Linked DNA regions of Rattus norvegicus: region 2 is linked to region 1. Evidence: chromatin contacts called from public Hi-C data. All regions are on one chromosome and are shown on one strand. Each heading gives the region's core, a stretch centred on a gene start, on an enhancer-like site or on the middle of the called end of the contact. The rest is flanking DNA. Distances are from core to core; before and after follow the strand shown. Region 1 holds the start of Pde12 (phosphodiesterase 12). Region 2 overlaps Il17rd (interleukin 17 receptor D).

Region 1 (6,762 bases), core at 3,469-5,968:
GCAAGAGATCAAGTCATGTTCCTGCTCCCTTTGAATCCTCTATTGTGCTTGCATCCTACCATTAAAATGAGTTTTAAAATGAGTTGAAGTGCAAATGAGAAGAAAATTACATGCATTTGTACCGTCATTTGTACACTCAAAAGCAATGCTAACTGAAAAACGAAGAAGCTGTAAGAATTGGTAATGATATATTTTAATCTTTTGTTAAAGCTCCAAAATTATTATAAATTCTAACTAAATTGAGGTAGTGATAGACTAATGTATTCCATGTGTCTCTGAAGTCTCTCACGTTTTACCTGCATGTCCCCTCCTTCCCCAATTATATTAACATAATTCAATGTAAAATGTGCTTTGAAAGAAAAATTGAGATTATTCAAATAGTACTTAAAAATCTTAATTACCAGCTTAAAAAAACTTATAAAATGTACACGATAATTCAATTTTCTTCTTGCTAGTCATAAATGCTTTCCTCCAAATGTAGGAAATTAAAAAAAGAGGGTAAAGATATTATATGATGCAAACATTATGAATTGGTTTTGTAACAAAGCCATCTGAAACGTAACTAGTAGGGAATGACAGTAAAGTTTAGTGTCTAGATCGCCTCATTGAAGGTTTATATATAAGCTTTGTTTCATATTAAATTTTCTGAAAAGTACTTAGCTTCCTTTCAGAGTTAGTGAAGCAAAATCTATTTCCATTTTAAGTCACATACAAGTGCTATGTGATCAGAAGGATGAGAAACACTAGGTAAGGCCTGGTGGGTGGTAACTTCTTCATGGCTAGGTAATGGGATCACCTGTTCAACCTCTAAAGCATTTAAGTCAATGAAAATGTAATCGAGACATCCATGAAAGCCACCGACATAATTTGTGTAGGCAGGTTCACCACAAGCGCTTTTCAGTTTGAAACAGTGTGTGAGAGACATGCCACATCTCTCCTCCTCCCCATTGGAAGCCCAGTCTTCATGATCCTCCGGAACGCTGCCATTGATGACAAAATGATACATTCCTGTTGATGGTGTGCTATTAAAGTCTCCACAAAATATAACTGGTATGCCAGGATATAGATCACAGGAAACATGTCTAATGTGAACCAAGGCTGCTGCCATTTGAATGAGACGAATGTATCCACCTACAAACAAACAAACAAAATTAGTGCTAAAGTTCTTTTAAAGAGCCCCCTCCAGGGCACACTGCAGCCACAAATCATGTACCTGAATAACACACACACACACACACACACACACACACACACACACACACACACCACACACCACACACATCTTACTTTTATTTTTTATTTACTTATTTTCTTGATAAGAGTTGTGAACTACGTGTTGGCATGAACTTGAAATGCTTCTGCCATAGCGTCCTCAGAATGGATTACAGGGTGTACCCCTACCCCAGCCCTATCTTGAAAGTCATCACTCAGACACTGTAGGTATTTCAAGTTGCTAAAGCTTACAGGAACCTATGTCTTGGGTCTCAGCTGGTGAAGTCTACCAAGTCCAATAACCTGAGTTCAATCCCAGGGACCCATATGGGGGAGCAAGAGAATCAACCCTGACCTCCACACATTCCACCGTCACACACATGCTAAATATAAACGTGTGTGTGTGTGTGTGTGTGTGTGTGTGTGTGTGTGTGTGTGTGTGTGTGTATACAGCTTTCGTAACATTAAGTCACAATGTTTAAGTTATTGTAAAGCTAAATAAAACCTACCTTTTGGGTGCCAGTAGAGATGAGTATTAGCAACACAGATCTTTTTAGAAGAGTCCGTGGTAGACTGAAGAACTGAAATCTGTAATAGGAAACATCAGAGTTCAGTCGGTATCTGCCAATCTCCTGAAAACATTTGTGGTTTTGGTTTTGGTTTGAGACAGTTTCTCACTGTATACTCTTGGCTGTCCTAGAACTCCCTATGTAAACTAGACTGGCCTTGAAACTCCTAAAACTCCATCTGCCTCTTCCTCCAAAGTTCTGGGATTAAAGGCAGATGCAATGCCCGACTCTCAGGAATGCTTTGTGTTTAAGACTGTAGGTAGAGGGGTGGGGATTTAGCTCAGTGGTAGAGCACTTGCCTAGCAAGCACAAGGCCCTGGGTTCGGTCCCCAGCTCCGAAAAAGAAAGAATAAAGACTGTAGGTAGAGCTATTTTATTCCAGTCTCTTGAAAACTAAGATACCAATTTTTAAATCTGATACTGCAAGTTTTAAGGTATGGTAATATGAGTAAACATAAGATTTTAATAACCATCCAATATGCACCATTATGAAAAAATACATTGTTGTGACAAAATTAAGAGTGAATATTGTTTTCAAGTGTGAAAACACTTGTCCTGGAGTCAGATCTAGCATTTACAGCATTGTGCCTCGTTGCAAGGTAAAGAAACCATATCACCTCCCTCATAGGTGTGTGTATTCAATTAAATGAACTTACACAGGAGTGCATAGAACACAATGGTGCTCAAAAATGGGTAGACATTCATTTACTCAGGGCAAAACCCGTTACTTAAAAACTCTGAACAAAAACAAACAATGAAAATGCCTGTAAAGACGACGGGCGTAGTGGCACACAACTTTAATCCCAGCACTTAAGAGGCAGGTGAATCTCAGTGGTTCAATGCTAGACTGGCGTACATATACAGTTCCAGGACATCCCCAGCTACACAGACCATGTCTCAAAATATCAACACAATTCAATAACAAGCAAAAAAAAAAAAAAAAAAAAAAAAAAAAAAAAAAAAACAAAACCCAAAAACCCCAACAAACAAAACAAAGCACCACAATTTAAAGCTTCGTTCCCATCCTGAACAATAATGCTAACATTGTCAAGTGGCTATGAGTCCTGGCTTCATACTTTTATGAACAGGCATAAGGGTGTTTGAACATTTTCTCATTTATGAAACAAAAATCGTTATCTGTAAAAACAGATAAAAAAGTCAATGACTTTTTTTTTTACACATTAGTAGCAATGGTAACAAAACAGGTCTTAAAACAGAGGGCACTTACACTTGTGACTGCTTTCAAGTGCTCTTAAAACGGTGCTTGACAAGTTACTATGTCTACCTGGATTTTACAATCATTAAGAATGTCTATTCATCTTGTTCAAGGAGACCTACGGCAGGATAGGCACACTAGGAGAGGTTAATATGTGCTGAATTAAGGAACAGGCTACACGTTTAAGATGCTAGAGCAAAAATAAAGACATATTTTCAATGACAAGTTCTAATATCCATCCCCCCTCTACTCCGCCAGACCCTAAACATGGGCGAGTATGAAGAAAACAGGCAGAGCTACTTGACCTGAAGGACAGACGATCTCTGGAGTACTTTCTCCTGTGCTAACGGGTTCAAAGCCAGTTTCTCTAGTAATTCTTTGTGCAGTGGGTCCGACTTCAGGGCTTCTTGAAAAGAAATGTCATGTTGGCTAAGGAGCCTGAACTTCGACTTCCGGTAGAAAGTGGCCAGGCCTTCGTGCTGCTTGATTCGGAACACACCCTCCAGCCCGAAGGCCTCTAGGGCCGGTACCAAGCTGTCCGAGAACACTGCGCGGTCCACCTCCTGCAAACAGATGAGGTCTGCGTTGTAGCCTGTGAGCTCCTTTTGAATAAGGTTCTGGCGGTAGTCAAGCTCCAGGGCGTAGGGGGCACAGTACGGGTACAGGACTGTCCGAGAAAACTCAGTCTGGGCGTACGTGTCTGCCAGGATGTTGTAGGAGACAGTGCGGATGAAAGAGTCCTCTGTCACCTTCTTGGTGTATAGATGTCGATGGTCAAAAGTGCAGGTGCCAGGCCCGGCCTCCACCGGGCACACGCTCTCTAGCTCGCGGCTTGGCCCGAAGCGCTGCCCATTGCCCGGCGTGCAGTGAAGCTTGAGCCGTAGCCCGATGTCAGCATTGCACGGGGTGTAAACGCGCTCGTCCACACCCGTCTCGATCCAAGCTGAAGACTGCAAAGAGTGAGACGATGACGCGAGACCGCTGTCTCCAGGTTCTGCCGCCCCGGGTTTGACTTCCTTGTACCAGCGGAACACGGAGCTGGCGGGATCCCCAAATTCCAGACCGAGTTTGGGACACACCGGGAAGCCAGCCATGATGTAGCGCGGCAATTGTAGCTCCGTGAAGGCAGGCGGGTTGCGCTCCACCTTGTACTTGACATCGCCGATCTGCAGCACCGCTCCGTCCTGCCAGGCGTCCACATTGAGCACATCCTCAGCTACCGCCTCCTCCCGGTAGTACAGCTTCACCACCGGCTCGCAGGTCGCAGCCGGTTCAGACCCTGTCGCCGCGCAGGCCGCGCCACCGCTCGAGTGGGCTCGGTTCTTCCTGCTCTTTTTGGCAGCCGCTACCTTAGCGTGCCCCTTGAGGGCGTTGGTAGCGATCCGGCTGAGAGCACGGCCCAGAGGCTCGCTCTGGTCCCGCTGCATGTTTTTGTGGCTGCCGTCGGCCAACGCAAAAGACAGGCTGAGCTTGGGCTCCGAGGGCACACAGCGCACCACCGCGCGCTCCATGGCGCGCACCGCCTCGTGAGTCGTTGCCTCGGCCGGGCTGCGCTGCTCCACCACCGACCGGACCCCACGAAGCGCGGCGCGGCCTGGGAGCCTCCACATGAACCTGGCAGCCGACGAGATCAGAGATTCAGAGACGCCCGGTTTTAAGTCCAAAGGGAGGAGCGGCGGCAAACAGCTACAAGACCCATTCAGACCGGGGACTTCCGGTCGGAAAGCAAGAACAAGCCGCGGTGTGAGCATAAAGCGCGCGGTGTTCCGAATGGCACTTTCGCCAAGTCCACTTGCTCGCTCGTTCTTGTCTTAGCCGCCGGTCTTGAGATTCAAGCGTCTTGGTGTTTGTATTCAACATGGGTTAAAGGCAAAGAGAGAAGGAAGTATAAAGGTGCTGGAGGGAACTACCAGACCCTGAAGTTTTGTTGAAAGTGCAGGCTAAGGGTGGGAACATTAGGCTTACGGAACCGGAAGTGACTGGTCGGTGTCTCCGGGAAACGCTAGGCTTTCTGTCATTCCTGTTGCTCCGGTCAGGATTTGGACGTCCGTTCTCCGCAGTTGACGGACTTGTTCCTTGTTTTTGGAGGTGTGGCGGATTGAGTAAAGCTAGGCCCTACTGTCGCGGAACCTGGGTAGCTAAGTAGCTCCGAGCTGCCCGCCAGGTTTCTCCACCAGCTAATGAGCGCCGAGGATACAAAACACAAGACACATAATTTACTTAAGCCTCACGGTTTTGTTGTTAGTTTTTGAGGTAGGTTTCGTATCCATCGCGGAACCCGGAAAGACTGAGTTAAAGCTACACAGCATAGTAAATTGACAGAAAAAGTCCCGACTTGTTTTCGAAAGCGGTTAGTGTTTTAAGTAGTAAAGAGCTTGGAAGGTCTTGTCTTCGTAGGGTTGCAGGGTTTAGCAAATAAAATTACAGGACACGGGTGAAACTTGAATTAGGAACTCCTTAAACGAAGATGCTAAACCTCTCCCCCTTTTACTTTATTTGAAGTTAAATTTAGCCGAGAGTTTTATTTCTATTTTTATTTCTTTCAAAACTCTTAACACGAATGATCTTGGTTTATTTGTAAACGAACAGTGAGCCCAGGGAGCAGTATCTTGTAAGAAAGACCCCTCGACTGTACCGAACTCAGATTGTCAGGTCTGGCAATAAACACCTTTATAAACCCACTGAGCCGTTTCGCCAGCCCAGACCTTTGGTTTGCATGATCTTTTATTTTTCAAGAAATATTCTGAAAATGTCAAATCTCATGGAAAGCTTGTTTTTTAATCCACAAGCTTGAAAGTAATGAGTAAATGCCTTTTTGTTGTTTTTGTTTTTCGAAACAGGCTTGCTTTGTGTATTCCTGGGTGTCCTGGAACTCTGGAGATCTGCCTGTCTGCCTTCCAAGTGCTGGGATTAAGGGTGTGCACCACCATGCCCAGCTGTAAATGCCATTATTGAAGCTATATTTTTATTAAATTGATTTATAGTCCATTTGTAATTATGTAGTTGAAACTTGACATTGAGCGATTAAGCAATAGTATGATTTTGATAATACATACTGGGGATGAAATGACTAGGAATAATTTTATTCTTAATTCATGTCAAGAAATACAATCAGAGCACTTGACTGTTCTGAGAAGTCCTGAGTTCAATTCCCAGCAACCACATGGTGGCTCACAATCATCTGTAATGGGTTCCAGTGCCCTCTTGTGGTGTGTCTGAAGACAGCAACAGTGTACTCATACAGATAAATATCAATAAAAAAGAAGAAACAAACTAAGGGTACAGTTCAGTGGTAGAGGACTTGGCTAGCAAGTGTGAGGATTTAAGAAGGGTGTAGAGAAAGAAAGTCGGCACTGTTGGTGAGATAGCATAGTTGGTGTAGTGTTTGCCATGCGAGAAAGAGGATTTAAGTTTGATCCCCAGAACCCAGATGAAAATGCTAGGCAGAGTGGTATGTGCTTGTAACCCCAGCTCTGGGATTACAGGTTGGAGCCTCAGGGTTCTGGGCCAGACAGCCTACCCTAATGAGAGACCCTGTCTCAAAACCCAAGGTGGTCATGCCTAAGGAAAGACACTGGAAGCTGACATCTGACTTCTATATATGAGCATACATGTGCATGTTCACCCCCTGCCCCCCCCCACACACACAACACATGTGCCAACGTAGACACATGATTTTCTTTTAAGTTTTAAAAGGAAACCTACAAAATTAAGCTAGGCACGGTGGCACACACCTATAATCCCATCATTTGGGAGAATCATGTA
Region 2 (6,705 bases), core at 3,640-6,139, 360 kb after region 1:
GTCTGTATGCCATTCCTAGGGCCCACCAAGAGGAGTTTAAGTTAGAATGCCTGTGAAGCTAGAAACAATGTTTCAGTGGTTACCAGACCCACCCGAGCGCTCTATGGCTGTAGACATCCCCACCACCGCGCATAAAGAGTGAAGGAAACATGGATAGTTCCTTGAAACTATGCAATAGTGGGCGAACTTTAAAAGCCTCGGTGACTTTACACAGCTTCCACTTCGGTAGTGTGAAGTGCACCACATTAATATTTCTATGTTGTATCTTTTAAATGGTTGTTATGGCATAATTATAATGAAAATTATTGTTGAATTGATATAATTTGTGTCTTCTCCAGCACAGCAGACCCAGTACATATTTATTTTGTTCAATTGTTATAGAAGGAAAAAAAAAAACTGTCCTAAAACTAAAAATCTTTTTATTTTTTTTAATGTAATAGCCTGTGACCTCTTGTTACAACCTGACAACTTGGCCTGTAAGCCCTGTAAGTATAGCTGTCTGTCTGTCATGTGTCAAAGTGTTACCCCAGAAGGCTGTTGGGGCAGCCTTTGGGTGCTTACTCTGGGCCCTTCCTCCTCACAGTCTGGAAGCCTCGGAACCTGAATATCACCCAGTACGGTTCCGACATGCAAGTGTCCTTCCACCATGCACCGCAGAACTTTGGCTTCCGTGGCTTTCATGTTCACTATAAACTCAAGCACGAAGGCCCCTTCAGACGGAGGACTTGCAGGCAGGTGAGCGACTGTGTGTTAAAGGACACACGTGTTTCAAAGTGATACTGGGTGGCGGGAGTGAGTGTAAGGCTACAGCAGTCAGTGGTGGTTTAAGAATGACCCCTGGGTCTGTCTCTGACTGACTCACCACTGTCCCTTGTCCCGTTATCTTCACCTTAGCTGTTTTGGGGTGGTACGCTAGAGGATCGAGAGCACAGATATTAGTAGTTTGACTTCTGTTTTAAGCATACAGGTGGTGTGTGGCAGATAAACCCCTAAACTTTCTGCTTTTTTTTTTTTTTTTTTTTTTTTTGGTTCTTTTTTTCGGAGCTGGGGACCAAACCCAGGGCCTTGCGCTTCCTAGGCAAGCGCTCTACCACTGAGCTAAATCCCCAACCCCAACTTTCTGATCTTTAGATCTTGACTGCGCATCAAATAGTTTGCTCCCATTCCTCCTTTATAGGTGGAGAACCTAGGCCTCAGGGAGGTCACCTGGCTTCTTGGAGGTCACATAGCTAGGAACTAGTAAAAACAGGCCTCGAGCCAAGACACTAGGAAATCACTGGCCCTTCCTGGATTTGTGTGTGTGTGTGTGTGTGTGTGTGTGTGTGTGTGTGTGTGTGTGTGTGTGTATTAATAAACAAAAGGCCAGGGTTAAATAGAAACCTGATAATGAACATCATGAACTCAGTGTCACCAGAGCAATGGGAAGTTTAGGGACTGCCACATGGTTCTGGAAGCCCTCTCCCTGTGTGCCAGGTCCAGCCTGGCTCTCCTGCAGCCCCTCCCTTTTACCACAGAGCTCAAGTTAGATGATGACATGAATGCAGACCTGTCACACCTTGATGTACTCAGGCTGTCCTTGAACTCAGTCTTACCTCTGCTTCCCGAGTGATGGTCTTAAAGGCGTGTGCTACCGTGACAGGCCCTGTTCTTTCTTAGACAGACAGAAAATTGGTTTTTCTCTGAAAAGGTTGTTTTTTAAATATTGACATTCTCTTTTTTAAAGATTTATTCATTTAGACATTGAAGCTGTCTTCAGACACACCAGAAGAGGGCATTGTTTCCCATTACAGATGGTTGTGAGCCACCATGCAGTTGCTGGGAATTGAACTCAGGACCTCTGGAAGAGCAATCAGTGCTCTTAACCACTGAGCCATCTCTCCAGACCCTGAAAAAGTTTTTTTTTTTTTTAAATATTTTATTCATTTATTATATATATGAGTACACTGTAGCTGTCTTCAGACACACCAGAAGAGGGCATCAGATCTCATTACAGATGGTTGTGAGCCACCATGTGGTTGCTGGGATTTGAACTCAGGACCTCGGGAAGAGCAGTCGGTGCCCTTAACCACTGAGCCATCTCTCCAGCCCCCTGAAAAAGTTTTTAAGCTAGTTTTATTTATTTATTTCAGGACTGCACATACAGGTGTATTTTTATTTTATGTGCATGAATGTTTTGCCTCTGTGTGTGTCTGAACCACATGTATGGAGTGTCTGCTAGAGTCCAGAAGAGGGTGTCAGATCCCCTGAAATTAGCATAGCAGGTGCTTGTGAGCTGCCCTGAAGCTTCTAGGATCCTGGCTGAAGGTCCTCTGTAAGAGCATAAGTGCTCTCAGTTGCTGAGCCATCTCTGTAGCTTCTCTTCTCACCTTTTTATTAAGCAAAGGGTATTCTGGTTAATTTCGTTATTTTCAAATCACAAGGATGAGGCACTCCCAGCTAGGTACAACACTTCTGTCTTTCTGGAACTGGGCTCAAACCAGCGGCAGGTCTCCTTCAGCTCCAGGACGAAGAGGCCCGTTACCTCTTCTCTACCACATGAGCGTTTGAGTTTGCTGTTTGCTTTTTTGCAGGACCAGAATACAGAGACTACCAGCTGCCTCCTTCAAAATGTTTCTCCAGGGGATTATGTCATTGAGGTACGTACAACAGCAGACTGCCCCTTCGTCACTTCAACAGAGAGCAGGTTGCATGGAATTCTGAGCCTTTTATTTATTGGTTTTAAGACTGAGTCCAGGGTAGTAGCTCAGGCTAGTCTCAAACCCCTATAGATCCGAGGATAAGTTTGAAAGACAATTGTCTCCTGCCTCTGCCTACTGTGATTATAGACACCCACACTATGGTCGTCGCTTTTATGCGGACCCTGGGGATTTGAACTCAGTTCTTCAAGCCTACACAACAGTACTTTAATCCACGAAGCCATCTCCTCAGCCCCATCTTTTTTTGTAAATTTTGTTTATTTATTTTATGTATATGAGTACACGTAGCTGTCTTCAGACACACCATAAGAGGGCACTGGATCCCATTACACATAGTTGGGAGCCACCATGTTGTTGCTGGGTATTGAACTCAGGACCTCTGGAAGACTCAGCTCTTAACCGCTGAGCCATCTCTCTAGTCCCAACCATCCTTTTTTTTTTTTTTTTTTAAGTTGAACGTTAAACTATCACCATTATCTGTCCTTATTGGCTCCCACACTCATTGCCTGGGGGATGGAAAGATGAATGACATCACCAGTGTTCTACTTCCCTCCTAGATACAATGTATAGAAGTGCTACCATTTACGACACAGTAACACACAGCTTTCTGTTTTGTAGCTGGTGGACGACAGCAACACCACCAGGAAGGCTGCTCAGTATGTGGTGAAGCCAGGTAAAGCTCTTGGGCTTGGATTTGACATCACACTCTTGAGAGCAGGCTTCTAGCATTTTCTGTGCTCTGCAATTCACGGCTTACAAAACACCAGTCACCCCACCTTTCCTTTTAAATGATTGTTCATCATTCCTTCTGTGTTGTTGATGCCTGGAAGGTCAAAACCAGAATGGCGTCTGCCACCAAGACTAGGCAGTTGTCCTTTAGAAGACAAGTAGGGGTAGGAGGCTTTCTGTCAAAGAGTTCTTGGCATATCCAGAGCTATTGAATTATTTTCTACAACACTTTATACAAAGGAAATATTGACTCCTTTTATAATCACAACAGCGGACCTAGAGTAAGGTGGTTGGAACCCTGGAACCTGTTAGTCAGCTTATGTTCTAAAAAACAAAAGGGTGGAAAAGCCTTTTCCCTCTTCTGAACCTGTTCTGCTGCTTGAGTTTAAAAGCTTTCTCTTTGAAACCTCCCAGTGCAGTCTCCCTGGGCTGGACCCATCAGAGCTGTGGCCATCACCGTGCCTCTGGTTGTCATATCCGCATTCGCAACACTCTTCACTGTGATGTGCAGAAAGAAGCAACAAGGTATCTCTCTGCTGTGCCTGCTTTCTCCACCCTCTAGTTGTGCCAGGCCAAGGGGTGGGTACCGACAAAGACTGGGCCTGGGGAGCCCTGCTTCCCTCAGAAGGGGCCTGGGACCCCTCACACTTCCTACTCAGGGAGTCTGAAGTGTGAGAACAGTCAGATGGAGGGTGTCCATCATTGAGAAGTTAGGTCCTTCACCTAGAAAACTGTAGATGAACCACACCTTGATCTGGATGGGGTTACCCAGGTGACGCCACACATAAAAGTCATAAAGATGGTCACTTAAGATTTATGTACTCTCAGCTGAGCATGAGGCACAAGCTTGGTATCCCAGTGGCTTGGGAGACTGAGGCAGGAGGATCTCTCCAATCCAGGAATTGGAGGATAGTCTGAGTAATATAGTGAGATCCTTTGCCAAGAAAAAAAAAAAGTAATTTTTGTTGTTTTGGTTTACTTTACCTGTGTAAATTATACTTTTAAAAAGTATTCTCGGGGTTGGGGATTTGGCTCAGTGGTAGAGCGCTTGCCTAGGAAGCGCAAGGTCCTGGGTTCGATCCCCAGCCCCGAAAAAAAGAAAAAAAAAAAAAAGTATTCTCCTCCCTCAGCTAAAGTTTAGTTCATCTGGTTGCCAGAGCGATCACTGGGTCCTTCGCTGACCAGAGGGGGGCTGCTGCTGTGTTTCTTGGCATCTCCAAGGGCAGTTTCAGGTTAATACAAATTTTTCCCTTTCTGATAGACCACCACAGAAACCGGGCAGCTTGAGGCTGATGTCGTTAAAGACCCGAGACTCTCCAGGTGGAGATGTCCGCTGCTCCTTTTGGTAAATTTACTTTTGAGACTTGGATCTCATGCAGCTCAGGCTGGTCTCCACCTTGCCAAGTCGTTGAGGATAACCACGAACATCTGACCTTTCCAAGTGTCCTCCTCCCAAGGGCTGGGATTTTTAGCTGTGAGTCACTATGTCTCAGCTCAGCTGCTCATTCCTGAAGACTCTGAGCCCCAGATCATATGGATAAAGACAAAGCTTTGTTTATAGGTGTCAACCTTATCTTCTTTCCCAATTTAGAAAATATATATTCACATTTAGATGAAGAAAGCCCTGAGTCCTCCACATACGCTGCAGTTCTCCCCAGAGACAGGCTCCGGCCTCGGCCCAAGGTCTTCCTCTGCTATTCTAGTAAAGACGGCCAGAATCACATGAACGTGGTCCAGTGTTTCGCCTACTTCCTACAGGAATTCTGTGGATGTGAGGTACGGAATCTAGTTTCTTCTCTTACCCTGGGCAGGATGTATACTCCATCAGATTTTTCTTCGTGCCATCTCCCCATTGCAGGGCTGGGAACCTACTTTTGGCTAGTACCTTACTTTCCAGACCACAGTCTGTCTTAGTTTGTCCTGTCTGTCACCAGCAGCAAAGGTCTCCTGTGACACATTCATGCTTGAAACCATTGAGTGGCACCCACACGGTAGGATGCTTTGTGAGTACCCTGGTGTGGAACAGAGTGTGAGACTGTCATGTGACATCATGGGGAGCGCCTGTAGGGTCAAGCTTCAGTGGGGTATCAGGGAGAGAACACAAATGAAGACAGCTTTAGGAACTGAGGCAATTCCCTGAGGGTGGTTTGCTAGGATTGGGAATGAAGGATGGGGTCTCCCCTAGAAGGGATCTTGGGGACCCAGAAGGAGTGTGTAACAGAGGACTGAGATTGATTGGTATGACGTCATAGAACCGGTGAGGGCTCCGGAATTTAGAGAATGTTTGGATGTTCATGCTGGTTTCTTAGTTTTTCCTCCTCCCCCTCCCCTTCTCCCTGTTCCTCCTCCCCTTCTTCCTTCTCTTCCTTCTCCTTTTGTTTTTTCTCTGTAGCTCTGGCTATCCTGGAATTCAATTTGTAGATCAGGCTGGCCTCAGATCTATAGAGATCCACTGCCTCTGCCTTCCAAGTGCTGGGATGAAAAGTGTTCATGCATCCCTGTGCCCGTCTTTCTGAGTCTTCTTGAATTAACTGTCATCATCAAGTAGCTTTTCCATCAACTTTTAACTCTTAGAACGGTGTCTTAGCTATTGTTGAAGGCATAACCTGATTGTCACAAATGCAATTATCATGTGACAGCTTTTTAGTCCATTTGGCCCATTTGTTTGGTGAGACTGCCCTCTGGTGTTAATAAGATGTATTTAAACCTGGTGAGATTGCCTCCTGTTGGGAAAGCCTTGAGTTTAGCGGATGAACAGCTGCTGAGAAACACTGCAGACTGCAACTGTAGCCAGTGCGTTCCCTGTTCTTTTGTGCGTAGATGAAACTGCACACAGGGTTTTCTTTTGAATAGCTACATCATCTATAATACTGACTTAGCATAGCTTGTGAAGCTTCTCTGTTCTGAGCTGGCCCATTTCTGACAATTTCTCAAGGATAAATGCCTTAAAATGGAATTGTTCAGAGATAGGAATATTCTTAAAAACACTTGTTTTATTTATTAAGATGAAATCAGCTAGTACAGAGGTCTTTTTGTCTTTACAAATTCGTAAAACATTCCACATCTGATTTAACAAACTACACAGGTCAAGAGATTAGTAGACAGACTGTTTTTGTGCGATATAGAAACCTAGGAGCCACATATTTTAAAGAACCGGTTTGCTGGAATGTGCATAATATGTAGTTTTTAGCTATGCTGCTTTGTGCTCCTGGAGGGGCATGCACTTCCACCCACCCACCCAGGAGCTGTATGGGTCCTTGAGTGAAACACCCACACACCC

The links. Hi-C and Micro-C count contacts between places; a contact is called where the count stands out from the background.
Region 2: a Hi-C map of the A7r5 cell line shows a contact between it and region 1, with 5 times the contacts expected there. The contact joins the enhancer-like site here to the promoter of Pde12 in region 1. A contact is called at or near these places in 3 of 12 Hi-C or Micro-C datasets (the A7r5 cell line, Schwann cells and frontal cortex).

The regions. Positions count from the first base shown.
Region 1 is chr16:1,927,665-1,934,426 of GRCr8, forward strand. Pde12 (phosphodiesterase 12) reads right to left here and starts at 4,719. Exons shown (of 3, transcript NM_001411708.1): 1 at 3,303-4,719; 2 at 1,722-1,800; 3 at 1-1,131. The coding sequence starts at 4,607. The coding sequence ends at 689. It also overlaps a transcript of Dnah12 not described here.
Region 2 is chr16:2,285,427-2,292,131 of GRCr8, forward strand. It overlaps Il17rd (interleukin 17 receptor D), which reads left to right. Exons shown (of 13, transcript NM_001191937.2): 6 at 441-485; 7 at 584-735; 8 at 2,571-2,636; 9 at 3,315-3,369; 10 at 3,840-3,950; 11 at 5,017-5,201. Among named protein-coding and RNA genes, the nearest start is that of Il17rd, 54 kb to the left of the region's middle. Within about 2 kb of position 4,890, at least 4 of the 93 cell types and tissues checked have an H3K27ac peak or open chromatin away from gene starts, as enhancers often do. A contact at or near this core is called in the A7r5 cell line, where this site is marked.